Linked DNA regions of Triticum aestivum: region 1 is linked to region 2. Evidence: chromatin contacts called from public HiCAR-type data. All regions are on one chromosome and are shown on one strand. Each heading gives the region's core, a stretch centred on a gene start, on an enhancer-like site or on the middle of the called end of the contact. The rest is flanking DNA. Distances are from core to core; before and after follow the strand shown.

What was found. HiCAR-type assays count read pairs that join an accessible place to other places.
Region 1: a contact with region 2 is called in a HiCAR-type map of leaf, with 6 times the contacts expected there. The contact joins the promoter of LOC123167374 here to the promoter of LOC123169725 in region 2. A contact is called at or near these places in 1 of 5 Hi-C or Micro-C datasets (leaf) and 1 of 1 datasets of contacts at active chromatin or transcription factors (leaf).

What each region holds. Positions count from the first base shown.
Region 1 is chr7D:507,389,068-507,393,204 of IWGSC CS RefSeq v2.1, reverse strand. It overlaps LOC123167374, which reads left to right and starts at 1,321. Exons shown (of 1, transcript XM_044585218.1): 1 at 1,321-2,270. The coding sequence starts at 1,349. The coding sequence ends at 1,939.
Region 2 is chr7D:507,135,783-507,140,313 of IWGSC CS RefSeq v2.1, reverse strand. LOC123169725 (GRF-interacting factor 1) reads right to left here and starts at 1,394. Exons shown (of 2, transcript XM_044587594.1): 1 at 1,073-1,394; 2 at 456-971. The coding sequence starts at 1,174. The coding sequence ends at 759. LOC123168297 reads left to right here and starts at 4,251. Exons shown (of 1, transcript XM_044586169.1): 1 at 4,251-4,531. The coding sequence starts at 4,287.

The sequences.
Region 1 (4,137 bases), core at 72-2,571, 250 kb before region 2:
TTTCGTTCTGTCCTGGCGCCGCAAGATCGATCAAGGCATCAAGCCTTCCCTGCACGTGGTACGAGGATTTCGCGCCATCTCCCGATCCAATGCACGCACTGTACTCCTTCCTTCTTATTTTACGGGCATACCTATATGCTCGCAAGCTGCAAAGCATGACGCACGCACGGGCACGGAAGATCATAGCGCGCGCACGAAGAAGAGACGCAACCCAACCAAACGTCCCGTGCTTTCCGCTTCTCTTTCACCGTGCGTTTTGCGCGGCACACGGTTTTACGTGCATTGTGACCCTCAGCGCGGCCTAGCTAGCGAGCTACGACGGCGCACGTACGCGCGGCAAAACAGGAAAAACCGGCCGGAAAGTGAAAGCAAAACCCGTCGCGTAGGCTGCAGGCTGATACGAATACGATACGCACTAGTGGAGCGCGCACCAGCTGTGGCGGCTGACCGGACCGGCAGTGCCGCCGCTCGGGCCGCACAGCGCGCCGCACACCATCCGCAAAAGCGGAAAGCGGCAGCAGAGGCGAGAGAGAGAGAACCCGCGGTTTCGTGCGTGGCGGGCCCGTGAGTCAATCACGCGGACCCAGCGAAACGCACGGTAATTATAAGACACCAAAAAATACCATATATTTTACCTACTATACGTGGGAGTAGGTCGTATGATACGTACGTACGTACATATCCAGAAGAAAACAAGGTGCGGCGATGCGTTCGGTCCGCCGCCGCGTCAGCGCCCACGCGCCGACCCCGGCCGGCCCTGGTTTTTGTTTCCGTCACTCCCCTTCTTTCCTGGCTCCCTCGCGCTTCGTCCGTGGAGACTTTGCGGCCCGGTCCCTACCGAGGTGCTGTTTTACATGACGAGGCGGGTGGCTTTCTTTTTTGGGTGAGAGGCCAGGCGAATTTGTGGCTTGACAGTTTGACTACGAAATAAACTATAGCAAGATTCGCCAGGTTGGCTTGGATGCAAAATATATTTTCTGGCCACGGCCTTTTGGCTGACTTTGGAATAATGTTAACTAATGGTACTATGTGCAACATACAATTGGTAGTACAAGAAAACAAGATTTGCTTTGGCTCAAGACAAGAAATAAACAAAGGAGTCCTCCATCCGTCACCATGAGAAACTGAGAATCAAGGAGTCACAAGCTCACAAATAACAGAAAACCAAGGGAGCTAAATGCATGTGCATTTTAATTTAATTCGTTTCCAGATTCAACCATGTCCCTCCTAGGCTCCTATCCTACTGTCGTCCACGTTCGTTCGGCGCGTGGTCTATATATGCATCCTCTTTCCGCGTCCAGTCGTCACCAAACACCAAAACCATTCAACCGTATTTAGAAAACCGTGGATGGGATCAGGTCTCTCTCGCAACCACCGGAGCAGCGTCGCGCCTCAGCAGCAGCCGTCGTCGGCCCGCGTCATCGCCGCCGACGGCTCGCTCACGGAGTTCGCCACCTCCTCCCCTGTCAGCGTCTCCGACGTCCTCGCCGCAGGCAATGCAGGCGGCTCGTTCTTCCTGTGCAATTCCGACGCGCTCTACTTCGACGAGGACGTACCGGCGCTCGGCGGCGGCGAGCTGCTCCGTCCCGGCCAGATATACTTCGTGCTCCCCGCGGCGATGCTCGGGCGGCCCCTCTCGAGCGCCGACATGGCGGCCATGGCGGTGCAGGCCAGCGAGGCGCTGGCGGCGAGAGCGCGGCCGCGTGGACGAGGCGCCGGCATCAGGAAGGTGCGCGTTACGCCGGTGCACGCCGAGGGCGGGCGTGGCGACGTGGACGCCCAGGTCAACGCGAAGCTGAACGAGAGGACCCTCGGGGAGTACTCTGTGAAAGCCTCAGGTAATCAGGCGAAAATCGGCAAGAAAGCTGCCGTGACGGCATTTCCGCCGGCGAAGAAGGCGCTCAAGCAGCTCAGCACCATCGAAGAGGATGCCGAGTGACGAAATGCTCATAAGAACATCGCCAAGCGACGCCGAGTGATAAAAATGGAAGGAAATTACTACAAGACTTTTTATAGGATTTTTGGCGTCTTTTTTTTACTCCCTCCGTCCCATAATATAAGAACGTTTTTCAAATTAACCTAGCTTGAAAAATGTTCTTATATTATGGGACGTAGGGAGTATTAACCATTTCTTGGAACAACGATGTTGGTGAGGAAAATTCAAAAAGGTAGGAGTAGTATATGAGAATGTCGTCTGGTTCATTTGCCAGTGTACATGTATTTGATAACAAAAGGAAATTAAATGCGGTCCTGTATATATGATTTGTTCATACTTCTACTGTTCTTTTGAGGGACATATATCTACTTTTCTTAATTGTGCTAGGCTAATGGTCAAAGGTGGTGGTGAGTCTATCTCTCCTTTGTTGAAGGAGCAAACTACAATCTTAACATGTTAAGGTACATTACCGAGCTTGATGAGTTGAAGCGTCCAAGACCGGCAGTTCCCGCACCTCCCAGACCTATTCGGCAACACATATCATGGCAGCCACCTCGTGTGTGGCCAAAATAAACGTTGACGGCGGACTTGCGTAATGGGGAGTCAGATGCATCTGCAAAATATGTATGAATCATAAGGGTATTGTTCCTGAGATCCTCAGCTATAGTCTTCCCCAACATTAACAACTTGGCAAGCCTTGAGGCCCTTGCGTGCCGAGAAGCTCAAGCCTGGCTCACAATCTACTTCTACAGAAGGTTATTATTTCATGTGACTGGAAAACAATGGTATAAGGGCATCTCCAACACCGACCAGTAAACCTCCCGCAACTGTTCAGACCGTGGAAGTCATCCAAGGCTGTTGGGTATATAACCCCGAGGTATGACCCGCCTAGGAGGAGCCGGGTTATACCATTGGTGACTCAATATGAAGAAGGCCCAGATAGGTCCAAGAAGATGAACATGAAGACTGGCGGCGGCTTACAAGGTGGGCTTGTTGAAGGCCCAAGACCCGGCGGACATGACCATGACCCGGAAGGTGTGAGCCACGATGATGACTTGCCTTGTAAGGCAGGGTGACTTAGAAACCAAGTTGGTCACGTTGTGTGATCTGACTTGGACTCTTGTAAGCCTCGGGGTCTCGACCTGTGTATGTAAAGGCGAGACCCTGCGGCGAGTTAGGGGGAAGAAAACAATTGATCGAAAGTTAGGTCAAGCGAATTCGCTCCCTTGTAATCGATACTCAAGCAATACAACTAGAAGCAGGACGTAGGCTTTTACCTCGTTGTGAGGGGCCGAACCTGGGTAAACTCGTGTCTCTTGTCCCGTTCAACCCCTTCGAGTTAACTAACGTCGCGATGGCTCCACGCTTAAGTCCTTTTGCTAGGACATTTGTTGTGGCAACAAAACCACGACAGTTGGCGCCCACCGTGGGGCTTGAACCCACGACGCCAGTTGGCGCCTACCGTGGGGCCAGAGCACGGTGGTTTACATCGACGACGCTGGCTGGAGCCCCGAAGCCGACTCAATCGAGTACGGGTACTGGGTCCCCTTCGGCGGGATTCACGTTTTCATCGGCAAGATCGACGAGTCAGAGCCTGAGCCGGACATCTGCACCAACATCGTTGAGACGGCTCAGCGCGCACAACCCGCCAGGATTCAACCCGACCGGAAGTGGGTTTTCATTGGCTTTGTTCATGGGGCGGACCTTGCAGAAGATTCTGCATATGGTGGAGAGACGACCATCTATTCAGGTGATGAGTCCTCAACCGGGGAAACAGAGTCAATCTATCAGATTCAGGACGGAGGGCTTGGGGGCTATTCCGATGGCGACAGTATTCTAGACCCTTATGAGCTGCTGTATAGGGCTGATGTCTTCATGGTTGGCACTGCGCCGGTTCTCAATTCATCGACATCGGTAGCTATGACATCTGGATCAACGGCTGCTGCGACAGCTGGGGCTGGCAGCTCAGCGCGGCCGCCAGCTCAAGTTTTATCAGAACTCTTGGGCACTTTGGCAACTCTGTTAGCCATAGAGATTACTGCGACGAATCAAGCACAGCACAATGCAGAGGTTGCAAAGGTACGAGATGAGGTGGCCAAAGCCCAGGAGGATCTTAATGCAGAGAACATCAGGATGACAGAGGAACGGGCCCAACTGGATGCAGAGTCACAGCGGGTAAGGGAAAATTCTTTTTCGTTTGA
Region 2 (4,531 bases), core at 145-2,644:
CGCACGTGGTGCCAGGCAGTAGCACAACGTTTTAGAAAATCCCGTCGAGTCTACTGATCGCACACTTTTTAGAAAATGAAATGCGGCGCAGCCAGGCAGTAGCACAACCGCACCGCATCTGCATGCATGGCATTTCTCGTCCCGAAGCAGGAGAAACCGGCCGGAAAGTGAAAGCAAACACGTCGCGTCGCGTCGCGTAGGCTGTAGGCTGATACGTAGATACGAATACGATACGCCCTAGTGGAGTGCGCACCAGCTCTGGCGACCGACCGGACCGGCAGGGCCGCCGCTCGGGGCGCACAGCGCGCCGCACCAGTGATGAAAGCGAAAAGCGGCGGAGGCAGAGAGAGGACCCGCGGTTTCGTGCGTGACGGGCCCGTGAGTCACTCACGCGGGCCGAAAACGTACAAGAGGAAAGTAGTGCTAGGTATATTCGTAAAACCCAAATACGTAGAGTACTCCAGGTCATACGTACGTACATATCCAAAAGAAAAGAGGTAATAGCACTGCAGGTCCCTGAACTTGTCATGGAGGTGATGGTTTGGTCCTCAAACTTGAAAAGGCTGATTATTTGGTCCTTGAACTTGTCATGGAAGTGCAAGTTTGGTCCTGGGTGAATCACAGCTCGCCAAGTGGAGCCAGCTGGGCTGGGCCGGTCAGCGCCGCGCATTTTGCAGTTTGCCCCCTGCCTTTAGCCCTAATCAACCCGCACTATCCACCTGCAGGCCATGTCGCCGCCGCCGCCGCCCATGCTGGCCTCACCGTGACCCGGTGGTCGTGCCGGAGGACATCCCCAGCTGGCCGTGCACGGCCGCCTTGTGCTGCTGCTGCTGCTGCTGGAGGGGCGAGATGGCCTGCTGCGCGTACATCATCGACGACCGCGCCGCCATCGGCGACTGCGGCGACATCATCTGCGCCGACTGCTGCGGCATGTACCGCGGCTCGGACTGCATCATCAGGTTGGACGGGTACTGCGCGCAACCACGCCAAAGCGATCAAGAGATTCATTCAGGCGTCCAACAACTCCAGAAAAACAAGAACCGCAACAAGGCCAGCCTCAACGAGAACTCACCTGAGACAGCGACGCTGTCTGCGGCGGCTGGCTGGCTGCGATGGCGGCGAGGTACATGAGGTTCTGCTGGAGCTTAGCTTGGTTCCTGCAGCACCGCAGCATTAAGTGCTAGGCAAAACAAGGCCCAGCGTGCCGGAGCTGTAGCCTGTTGGGCAAGGGCTTGATAGGATAGGCTGTTGGCAGTAGATCTTTTGTATCTGTGCATGCAACACCCTAATCTCCTGTCTGGCACCTAATTGATAATAGATGCTTGTGTTTTCATATGCTGTGCTCTACTGACTGATATGGGAAAACATCCAGAACATGGAGGTGTTGGCACCCAGCTGTGATGCAGTACTATGCAGCATTTGTGAGTGTCTCTAATCTCTGAAACGATGTTGCTAAGAACTACAGTCTTCCATGAATTATTAGGTGCAAATGCACATTTCCGTCAGTTGATGTTGAATCCATTGGCCCTGATCTTTGCTTCGTTTTTCCTATAAGTTGGCTGGACCGGAAGGGCCTAATGTACTGTTTCAGGACTGAATACCGAAAACTGCTGTACCGAAAGAAGTGAGCAATTCAGCTCCTACTGATGTATACGTATGGTTCAGACTTCAGAGGGGAGATAATATGCCCATCTTTTTGACAAGATAGGAAACACAGAATTCCACAAGGCATCAGAATATTTTTTAAAGATCTGAGGCCACATCAGAAACGCAACCAGATACCTAATACATTTTCATGCATTTCAGAGCCCACTGCACTGTTTCATGACAAAATACAAGAAACTGTTGTACCGAAAGAAGTGAGCAACTCAAATTCTACTGATGTATACGTATGGTTCAGAAGGAAGATAATATGATGATCTTTTCGACAAGATAGGTAACAAAGAATACCACAAGGCGTCAGAATATTTTTTAAAGAAAATCTCTTACATTTGCGATTTTGCTACTCGTGAGTCGTCTGAACAGTACTCCATCAATCTAAGTCTCTGAAGAAAGAATAGACTGGGATATAATTTTCGTATAGCTTATGTAGCTTTCTGTACGTCCATCAATCTAAGTCTCTGAAGAAAGAAGAGATACATTTCAGAGCTCACCAAGCATCTGTGGCCAGGCTAATATAATAACCAACGTGCTTAAAAAAACTGCCTCCTTGGATGATCACATGTTTTTTGTTTGCTTGGGTTTCAGTCTGAAATCTAGCATGACAATTCCAGAGCCTCGATCTCACATCCCAGTAAATAGCTGACACTTGTCTCTCGTCAGTGCTACGCGATAGAAACAAAAGATATGCATCTATTCTTACCTAGTCTTGGTTCCCAAGTGCAATCGAACTCTAACACGTTAACTATGGATTAGCACGGACCGATTAAGCTAATCAACTGTTTTTTAACAGCCAAGCTGGGCAATCTTGGAACGTCTCCTGTGCTTGATAAACTGTCACGGCCGACAGATCCTGTCAATAACCCTACAGTTGTATTCAGTAGTATTCAAGATATGCCTTGACTGAAATGTGTTACTAACATAAAAAAGTTCCTTGGGCGTTGGAACTGTGCAAGGCAAGGACAAGCGCACAGCCGTGAAGCCAACTTTAGGGACCTAGCAGTCAAATACCAATGGCACAAGCGAACCTACATTCCTACTACCCACATGAACTTGGACCAGATCATGAACTCGTTTCCTTTGATAGAAGATTGCATATGATGCACCTGCTAAGAAAAGGGGGGCAAGATTTAATGGCGGTTTGCCAGGCCAGATGCAGGGAACGCAGGCCTGGCATGGTTACTACTTTGCCAAAAATACTGGCGTGATCATGGGCGCCGCGGCACCGACCAAAACAAGCTGAAAATAGTAGGATTTTTGCGAGAAGGGAGGAAATGATAGAAGGGGACAAGAAAGACAGCAACAGTTTGAACTGAAGATGAAATCAGGCGTGAGGGACCATGGATAACAGATCTCAATATAAAAATACACATGAAGGGTATCTAGACTAGACTTTAGGATGGGGAGAAGAATAGGCAGCAAGAATAATAAGAGGGGGTCAAGAATAATAAGAGTTAATTCAGGTGGGTAGTGCGGGTTGATTAGTGCTAAAGGCAGGAGGCAAACTGCAAAATGCACGGCGCTGACCGACCTAGCCCAGCTGGCTCCACTTGACGAGCTGTGATTCGCTCAGGACCAAACTTGCACTTCCATAACAAGTTCAAGGACCAAATAATCACCTTTTTCAAGTTTGAGGATCAAACCATTACCTCCATGACAAGTTCAGGGACCTGCGGTGCTATTGCCTCAAAAGAAAACAAGGTGCGGCGATGCGTTAGGTTCGCCGCCGCGTCAGCACCCACGCGCCGACCCCATCAGCCCAGCCGGCCCTGGTTTTTGTTTCCGTCCTGGACTCCTGGTTGAATTGAATCGTTCTCGTCCGTGGACTTTGCGACCGAGTCCCTGCGGAGGTGCTATTTTACAGGACAAAGCAGGTGGCTTTCTTTCTTGGGGGAGAGGCCAGGCGTATTTGTGGTTTGACTACCAAATAAACTACTCCAGGCTGACCAAAAATGGCATTCACCAGGTTGACCTGGAAACAAAAATTGTTTTCTGGTCACCGCCTTCAGGCTGTCTTTACAATAACATTAACTGATGGTACAGCTCGGTTGGATGAGTCGGTGTCTCATACTTAATTATCTTGGTTGAAGCACGGTGGAGACAGCTATGCGGTACTGGGTTCCTCCTGGCAGCTCACCCCAGTGCCATTTAGCAAATGATGCGGCAAATGTGTATTGCCATATATTTGATGAATGAACAGGAGAGGACTATCATTTCCAACAGAAATAAACCCAGTAGTGTAATTTTTCGTTTGGCTTGGCCCCGATCTTCAAACAAGATACCATGTTCCCGGTGGCGAAAGTAATTTTATAGTTCATAACTGTAGAGAAAGTTAAAACATACAATTTGATATTTTGCATTAATTTTACGCAAGCACAGTGTGCAACGTTTAAGTGGCAGAAAACAAAGGAGTCCTCCCTCTATCACCATGAGAAACTGAGAATCTAGAAGGAGCAATAAGCTCACAATAACACAAAACCAAGGGAGCTAAGTGCAAAGGCATGTCAACTCGTTTCCAGATTCAACTGTCGTCCACGTTCGGCGCGTGGTCTATATATCCATCTTCTTTCCGCGTCCAGTCGTCACCAAACACCAAAACCATTCATCCCGTATTCAAAAAACCGTGGATGGGATCAGGTCTCTCTCACAGCCACCGGAGCAGCGTCGCGCCTCAGCAGCAGCCGTCGTCGGCCCGCGTCATCGCCGCCGACGGCTCGCTGACGGAGTTCGCCACCGCCTCCTCCTCCCCCGTCACCGTCTCCGACGTCCTCGGCGACAATGCGGGAGACTCGTTCTTCCTGTGCAGCTCCGACGTGCTCTACTTCGACGAGGACGTGCCGGCGCTCGGCGGCGGCGAGCTGCTCCGTCCCGG